2 separate regions of the Arachis hypogaea genome follow, and region 1 is linked to region 2. Evidence: chromatin contacts called from public Hi-C data. All regions are on one chromosome and are shown on one strand. The core of a region is the stretch at or near the end of the contact, and the rest is flanking DNA. Distances in the headings are between cores, read along the strand shown.

What was found. Hi-C and Micro-C count contacts between places; a contact is called where the count stands out from the background.
Region 1: a contact with region 2 is called in a Hi-C map of leaf, with 4 times the contacts expected there. The contact joins the enhancer-like site here to the promoter of LOC112751695 in region 2. A contact is called at or near these places in 3 of 8 Hi-C or Micro-C datasets (all in leaf).

Annotation. Positions count from the first base shown.
Region 1 is chr15:156,870,233-156,874,758 of arahy.Tifrunner.gnm2.J5K5, reverse strand. No RefSeq gene overlaps it. Among protein-coding and RNA genes, the nearest start is that of LOC112751699, 21 kb to the left of the region's middle. Within about 2 kb of position 1,683, at least 3 of the 3 cell types and tissues checked have open chromatin away from gene starts, as enhancers often do.
Region 2 is chr15:156,797,695-156,801,996 of arahy.Tifrunner.gnm2.J5K5, reverse strand. It overlaps LOC112751695 (carboxylesterase 1), which reads right to left and starts at 1,452. Exons shown (of 1, transcript XM_025800911.3): 1 at 1-1,452. The coding sequence starts at 541. The region is part of intron 1 of LOC114925299 (carboxylesterase 1-like); the gene reads right to left.

The sequences.
Region 1 (4,526 bases), core at 434-2,933, 73 kb before region 2:
AATATCTTATTTTCTTAGTCTAGTCTTTCTTTGTTTTCAATGGTAAAAGGCATAACAGTGAGATTTGTATGAAAAAGCCATTGAGTGAAAAAAGGCAAGAGAGTTAGAATTAGAGAAAAGCCTATATTTATCTCAGAAAATCTTTGTAACTTTTTCTGTTTTGTTGTCATGATCCTAAGGGACTTCCCTTACAAGTTGGATTAGCACTTTGCTGTTGAAAGTTAGGGTGAGTTCTTAATCAAGTTTGGTTTGGATTAGAAATTGGACTTATCTCAGATATGATTGGGTAGAATCCTAAGGAGAATTGGTGAATGTCATCTTGTTGAAAAATAGTAAAATTCTATCATTGTTGTTATGAAAACTGGATGTAAGCTACATGGCACTGAGTAGCTGAACCAGGATACATCTGTGTGCCATTTCTCTTTTTCTTCTCTGTTTCTAATTTTGCATTATAGGAGACAAAACTAAAGTATCTCCTAATTCTACTCTCCAGCTATACTTCATTATAATATTTCATACCTGTAATTCTGTTTTGCCTCCTATCGCATCAAGAGACAAAATCAAAATAACTGTATCTCCTGTTTTCTACTCAAAGTATCTTCACATAATCTTAATTTAAAAGAAAAAATAAAAAGAAGCCAAGATTCAACCCCTTTTTCTTAATCAGTGATATCCATTACTCCTATTTCACTTTTTGCTGAGTTTCGTCTTTTCTCACTCTCCTATAAACGTGTGTTGTCACATGCTTCATCCTCGTTATCTTGATCTTTTAAAACTTCTTCTCTATTCCTCCTGACACTTATAGATTCCAGTGGTTTTGTCCTTTTCACTCCAAACCCGACTTAAACCTCGGCATTCTAGGGTTCCAAACAGTCTTGACTATTGGATTCCTACACTCTTTTTGACTATGACCAATAATACCACACTTTAAGCAGTAGTTATCCTATATCCTCTCATACTTGAAATCCACCCATATTTGTGATAAGTATTGTTTTCCAACCAAAATCCAGTTGGAAGAGACTGTGTAATATCAATAGCAACTTTGGCTCTTAAAAAAAGTCCTCTCCAACACCTTGTATTTATTGAGATCTTTTACTTCCAAGACTATTCTTATCATATTTCCTATTATGTCCGCTATTTCTGCACTTATAAGATCCAATGAACCTCTATGCATTTGTACCCACACATTTATTCTGTCATGATTAACTTCCAGAACTGACTCCGTCTTTGTCTATAACTTAAGGTTGATCAGCTGATCTCTAACATTCCATGAGCCCCTTTTTAGTATCTGTAATTCTCTCATCTTGTCCTCAAAGCTGATAAGTGCTTTGTTTCTCCCCATCTCCAAAATAGCTACTCCATCAGGATTATCCCATATCACCATGATAGCATTCTTGATAACTCTAAAGCTTTATCTCTTTTTCTAAAATTATCTCCCCACCAAGTTGATGTTCTCATAATAATCTGTGCTTTCCGATTGTTGCTTCTTCTTAATGGTTATTACTCTACCTTCTATTGGAATAAGACCATACGTTGCAGTAGTGATAAGGAACTCTCCTAAGAAAAACGACTCTCCTAACGAGAGGTTTGGCAATAACTTTTTTTTGGACAATGTCCAAGCTGGACAGCCCAACCGGAACCAAAAAATGCTCCAGGACCCGAACCGTCCATGACAATATTTTTGGGTTTGATTGGTTGAAATCTTAGGCCCGTATCATTTAAAATCTAGTCCAACTCGAGGTTTCTCAAACATATAAGAGTAACCTTTCTCAGACCCAAAACAAAACCAACAGCCTCTTATATATTTTAGAAGCTTAATACTTAAATGACCGAAAACCCAGAACCCAGAGAGTTTCTTCCAGTTCAAAAAGAGCCTTTTTTTGAAGAATACATTGTATGTAGCCTAGGCCTTTTGGGTTAGTGTGGTTACTCGTTTCTAATTTTTGGGCCTTTTATGATCATACCTTTCAAGTCAGAATAGACTTCCAAAACTACCCATTATAGATATTAAAATAGTCTATGTGAGTTGTGTAATGAAAAAAAAAAAAAAAAAAGAAAAGAAAAAGAAAACGACATTGATAATGGGATGCTGCGCCTGCGCATATGAGAGTGCATTGCAGATTTTGTCTTGAAAATTTCTACACTGAATTCAAATCTTCTTACATCAATAACTTTTTTTTTTTTTACCAAAATATGAAACTCGAACCCCCAACCTCTTAATTGAGTATGAAAAGACTATGTCATTTGAGCTATTACTCATTGGCCTCACATCAATAATCTTTATCATATTAAACATTAGCAAGTTTATTAATTCATTATTTTATTGATTAAATATGCATCAATAATAACATATAAATTTTATTAAATGCTCATGAATTTCAATATTAGGAATACTAATTTTTTTATGATTATAATATAAAAGTAAAAAAATTGTGCATCACATTTTTTTTTTCAATTTCTTTTATGAATGATAGTGGTAGATGACATAAAAAAAATTAGTAAAAGAGACGTATCATTTTTTCAATAATTGAATATAAATTGAACATTCTAAAATTGTGATTACAATAATTCTGTAAAAAAAAAGGAAAAAGAAAAGGCTAAGATACAAAATCTAAGGGGGAAAGAATGACAATTACACTATTTCTTTTCGACGTTTGGTGTATACTTCTCATACATATATATATAATATCTAGTGAAAAAGATATTTTTATATGAAAAATAAGAGGGTTTAATTATAAGCATTAAATTTAAATAAGTGGCTAGAATTAGATTACAAAAATTAAAAAGAGAATGTATATAATTAATGTGTTTGAAATTATAGAGAGAGAGTGTAATTAATATCCTTAAAACTAGAGAAAGAAAAAATAATTAATTTTAAATATTTTTAATTATATTATTTAAAATATAATTTAATATATGAGTTATGAAATAAAATAATTTTACCTGTTAATAAAATAAGTTAATTAGTCCATAAATAAATAATACATAAGTAAATATTATAAGTAAATATAATTAGAAACAAAATATTTTCATTGACTATGCATAAAGTAATCAATAAAAATAAGAAATATATATTTTTTTTATTATATTTTAAATAATATAATTAAAATATATATTTCTAAAATTATGTGATTTCTTTGTATTTATTCTTGTAAAATTGTTGCTAGATTAGTTTTAAATTTTTTAAAAGATTATCATAAGTATATTTAATGTAAATTAAAAATTTTAAAAATAAAACTAAAATAAAATAAAATAAAATTTAAAAATATTTTAAAATTTTTGATAAACTTTAAAAAAAATATATTTATCAAAGATTGACTTAGTGTAGATTCGTTCTAGAGTTTTATATATAGTATGTATATAATAAATGATAAGATGGCTATTAATTATGGAATTATAGTAGTTATAAAATTTTGACAACACTTTAAGAATATAGTTAAAATTAAAATTATATTTTTTATTAATAATTGTAATCTGATCACATTTTAATTTTTGTTTTTTGTTCTAAATTAATAAGTATTGTCAAATAATAAAAAAATGCAACCTTAAATTAATACATAAATTTTATGAAACCAAAACAAAATTCTTTTAATAAAAAATTGAAAAAAGAAATATGTTGAAAGAGAAAAGAAGAAGAAGAAAACACAGTGAAAAAAAAAAAAACCAAGAAACAGAGAACTATATAAGTATATATGTTTCTCTTTTACTTATGTATTATTTATTTATCGATCAATGAACTTATTTTATTAACAGTTAAAATTATTTTATTTCATAATTCATATATTAAATTATATTTTAAATAATATAATTAAAAATATTTAAAATTAATTTTTTTTCTAATTTTAAGGATATTAATTACACAATTTTTCTAATTTTAAACACATTAATTACACATATTTTCTTTTTAATTTTTGTAATTTAATTCTAGTCATTTATTTAAATTTAATGTCTATAACTAAACTCTCTATTTTTTCATATATATGGTGAATATTCTAATAAAAATTCTATAATTATTTTTATATGAAGATGCTTTATTTTAATAGGATTTTGACATGTAATAAAAACTTTATCTTTATCTGATCTAAAAGCATTGTTATTTCCTTTAAACGTTGTTATTTTCTATAAGCCATGCTTTGATATTTGCAAATAATTGATGGTTGTTATATGATTGATTAATATCCATGACTTTGAATTGTGATTTAGTTTGTTGTAGCTGTGATGATGGTTTAATGGCTGGACTAATTTTTGGTGCCGTAATTAATTGATGAGATTGATTTTGGTTTGAGACTGTAATTGTGGTTGGTTTCTTGATTGTTTTGAAATGACTGAAAATTTTGATTTATAATTGATTATGCTGAATTGGTTCCTATAGAATTGTTTGTTTGATGGCACTGTAATAGTTGTTAAATTGATTTATGATTAGCTAGGATTGAACTTGAGAATTGTTAAAGGATTAAAGTTTGATTACTAAACTGTTTTTTTGAAAACCTTATTTCTGAACTAAAATGGTAATTTTGAATAATTAT
Region 2 (4,302 bases), core at 203-2,702:
ACGGCTCAAGATCACCTACCTCTCCTGAAGCTACACGTAGACCCGCGTAGTACGCTATCGTTGCCCCAGCACTGTTTCCCATCAAATAACACCTCGAGTAATCAACGTGTTTGGTCAACCATTCGTCCTGGCTGGATTTAATCCAATGAAAAGTTTCGACAGCATCGTCATATGCAGCCGGTAATCGGTGCTCCGGCGCAAGGCGGTACTCGACGGAGGCGACAACGGCGGCGGCGCCATCCGCAATGTTTACACAGAAATCATGGAACATGGTGGAAGCTGCACTTGATGTGACAAAGCCACTAGCATGAAAGAAAACAATAAGTGGTAGCTTCTTGTTATCGTTTGTTCCTTGTTTGGGTAGGAACAAGCGGAGCCAGGTGTCGTTGTGAGGGTTGATGGTGAGGTCTTTGGAGAGAACGGTAATGGAGAGGGTGGGGTCAGATTGGGGTAGTGAGCGTGACTCTGGTTTGCGCAACAGAGTGAGGGTTCCGTCTGGTTTTCGAATGATTTTCATGTGCTCTTCGCTGTGATCGGACATGGCTGTTTTCTCTTCTTTTTCTTTGTTGGAGTTATGGATGCTTTGAGAGTATGGAGTTTCAAGCCTTTTTAATTTATATCAGTAAAGGCGTGGAGAGCAAGAATAATACAGGGGGAATACACAACTTGCTGTTTTTATATTCATATTATGAAGCAAGTTGTCCTGCACAGTCAACAATTTGACTCCATTTTGAATCTGAATTTCTCATTAAATTTCTTCCTTTAGAAGATGTGCTTCATTCCAGAAATTAATTTATTTATGAAAGTTAAAAAGGTGAAGTACAAGTATATTGTATCATATTGTGTAATTCATAAATGTGGAACGGCTAAAGTTAACAATTTACAAAAAGCAGGATACATTGGACTGAGCTGAAATAAAAAAAACTGTATACACTGTAAAACGCAGCTTGTGTTTGGTATGGAATGAGAACGAAAATTCGAAATGTATTTCTATCTCCTGCATGCCAATACTTCGAAGTTTTAAAACGCAATATGTGTTTGGCAAAGTGCACAGGCAAAACGCAACCTGCCTTTGGCAACTTTTTTGTCTGCATGTGTGACACGTGTAAAAGAGAGTAGCGGAGCCGGTCTTTAAAACTAAAACGCAGGCCATGAGAGTTTTGAGAGTGAAAGGGGTTGGGGTTAAGGATGAAAGGGAGTAAGTTTGTGAGGAGGAAGAATAAGTGAAGGTTTGGAACTTCATTTAGTGAAAAAGGAAAAATGATTCGTAATTTTACTTTACCTGAAAAACACATTATTAAATATTTGAATCATTTTCAATGGGTAAGTAATTTTTTTTAATTTTATGATAAATAAAAATATTTATTTTTATGTCCTTTATTTATATGTTTTAACTAATAAATTTTATTATTATTATTATTATTATTATTATTATTATTATTATTATGATATCAATAATAATTTTTTTTATCATACTGTTAGTCATGAGATATTATTATTATTATTATTATTATTCACCACAAGTTTATACAAATATGGAGTTTTGAACCTCTTTAAGAAGTTGGACCCGATGTACAAGTACATGTACCATATTTTTGGTGGTGACCTTGCACTGTTACTGCAAGCTATTGCAGCGTTGATGGAGGTATGGCGGTCAGAAATAATACCCACACTATCAATGGTAACAACATATTTCCACAAATTGATTAGAAAAAACTCTCATGTGTCTACCGTCTCGCCCTCGACTATCGCAAATTCAATAGGCATAATGTTTTGGTTCCCATCTTTTGCAATCGCTACTAGAAGTATACCTTTATATTTTTCGTACAGGTGCATGCCATCAACCTGCACCAGTGGCTTGCATTGTCTGAATGCTACAATACACGGATAGAAGCTCCAAAAAATGCGGTGCAGAACTCTTACACCTTAAACCTCTTAACTCTCACGGTAAACGGGGAGCATTTTAATTTGAACACGAGACCTTGGCATCTTCATAGTTATTGCTTTCAACCATACTGGCAGAGTCTGGTAAGAAACTTCTCAATCACCGAAAATTTTTGCGACAGATTTCTGCTTTGCCAACCAAGTCTTGCGGTAACTTAAAGTGTAATTGAACTTGGATTGAACTTCTGCAATAATAGACTTCACCTTTATCGACGGATCTGCTTCGACCAATGGCCTAATAGCTTCTGCAATTGTGTCTGAGTCCAAATTGGCATGATCTTGTGAAATCATGCCTACGGTGCACGTGTGTTTGCCATTATATCTTCTGATCTCCCAACAAGCTTTCTTTCGAATCAAGCTAGCTCGAATAAGCCAATCACAACCTGCACCATAACCCTTGCATTTTGCATAGAATGTCTACGGTTCAAACTCATACACAGCGTAATCAGCTCCTCTATAGATAGTGTAGCTTTTGATTGCAGATATCACCGACTCTCTCGAACCAAATTCTATTCCAACACTAAACTTACCATCTTCTGCCGCAGTGTTGCCTTCACCTACAACATGCGCACCACCATCAGTCAGACAAGGCAAATAAAATAAACACCGTAGGTAACTTGAATTAATAATCATAACATACCCATGTTCACATACTCAGGAAATTTCGGGGCATGCATGACTTCGAGATCTAGAGTACGCATAAATGACGGAACACCAAACGGGTGCTGACTTACGATTTCATCCGCCTCATTATGCATCGCCGGATTGCCTGCCAGATCTCCGCGGCCGTCATCATTTTCGTCATCGACTTCATAGTTGGCTTCGAACTCCTCTTCACTGTCGTTGTTAGCTTCTTCTCAATCTATATCCCCGAGCTCGTCAACGTTGACCTCCTCGTCAAACGCGTCCAGCCCCGTATGTTGTTCGAACTCAATGTACAGCTCTATCACTAGCATGTGAAATCGGGTTTATCGATAAATATAGAACATCTGCTGCATGCTTGCTTCATCAGGGATGGACATTATTTAAAATTGTATCATCCCACCAAATACTTGTACAGGATTCCTGTACAAAATGTTGCTCACCTTTTTCGAAATGTGACTTTGTATGTTCACACAAAGACCATTTTGCAACTCTACAAAACTCGTGCCGTATGGAATAGCAAATGAAAACGGATATTCACAAACAAAAGTCACTCTTTCGTTTGTGTTCGATATAATCTCACCGTTATAATACACTCGTATATTTACAATATTCTCCATATTCTCACTTTTTTTTACCCTTCTAATAACCAAAAAATCTCACAAGCATAAAATACATGAAAGAAAGGAAAATGAGAGTACAAGTGAGGAAGCAGAAGTGAGGTGCAAGTTGAAATTAGCTGCGTTAGCAATTTATATGCAAGACTTTTTATTAAAATATTATTTCACAAACAAAACGTAAGCTATATTTTGTAGATTTAAAAAAAAAATTTCGGCCCAACTAAAATGCAACCTACATTTTCTCTTCGTCCAAAAAATTTTAAATAAGTCAATCTGACAAACGCAAGCTGCGTTTTACTTTAAAAAAAATTAATAAATTCTTTCTGACAAACGCAACCTGCATTCTTGCTTTTCTCAAAAACCAAAAAAACTTCAAATGTTGCAGGCTGAAAAACGTAAGTTGTGTTTTGTTTAATTTCAAACAAAAAAAATACTGAAAAATAAAAAACGTAAGTTGAATTTTTTTACTGGCACCCATAGCAATAAATAATTTTGCCAAGCTTCCATTTTATGGTGTTACACCGTATTTTTTTCCATTGGCAAAAAAAATGAGCCTCATTTCTCAGAAAAAAAAAATAGTCTAATTGACATATACAAAAGTAAGAATAATTTTGTTAGAAAATTTTCCGTTAGAATTTAGACTTCAAATTTTAAATACTAAAACCCTTAGTTTAAAGGTATACAAAAATATACAAATATTATCCGTCAGAATATCAATAGCTGCTTATGTAGAAGCAGAACTGATATATATATATATATATATATACAGGGTTGAATCAATAATGTTTGGTCGTTTAGAAACATATATACTTAAAATTGAAAATACAAATCAAAGAGAAATTAAGTAGGGAAGAGCTATAACTCTAATAGGTAAAATATATATTTTTTTAATTTAGCAAAAAATTTAAAAATATTTTTGAATTTTATTTTATTTTAATTTTATTCTAAAATTTTTTTAATTTACATTAAATGTATCTCTCTAATAATTAATTTTTTAAAAAATTTAAAATTAATTCAATAATAATCTTACAATGACAACTTTTAATATAAATAAATTAGTTATCATTATCAAACATTATTATTAGATTGGTCTTAC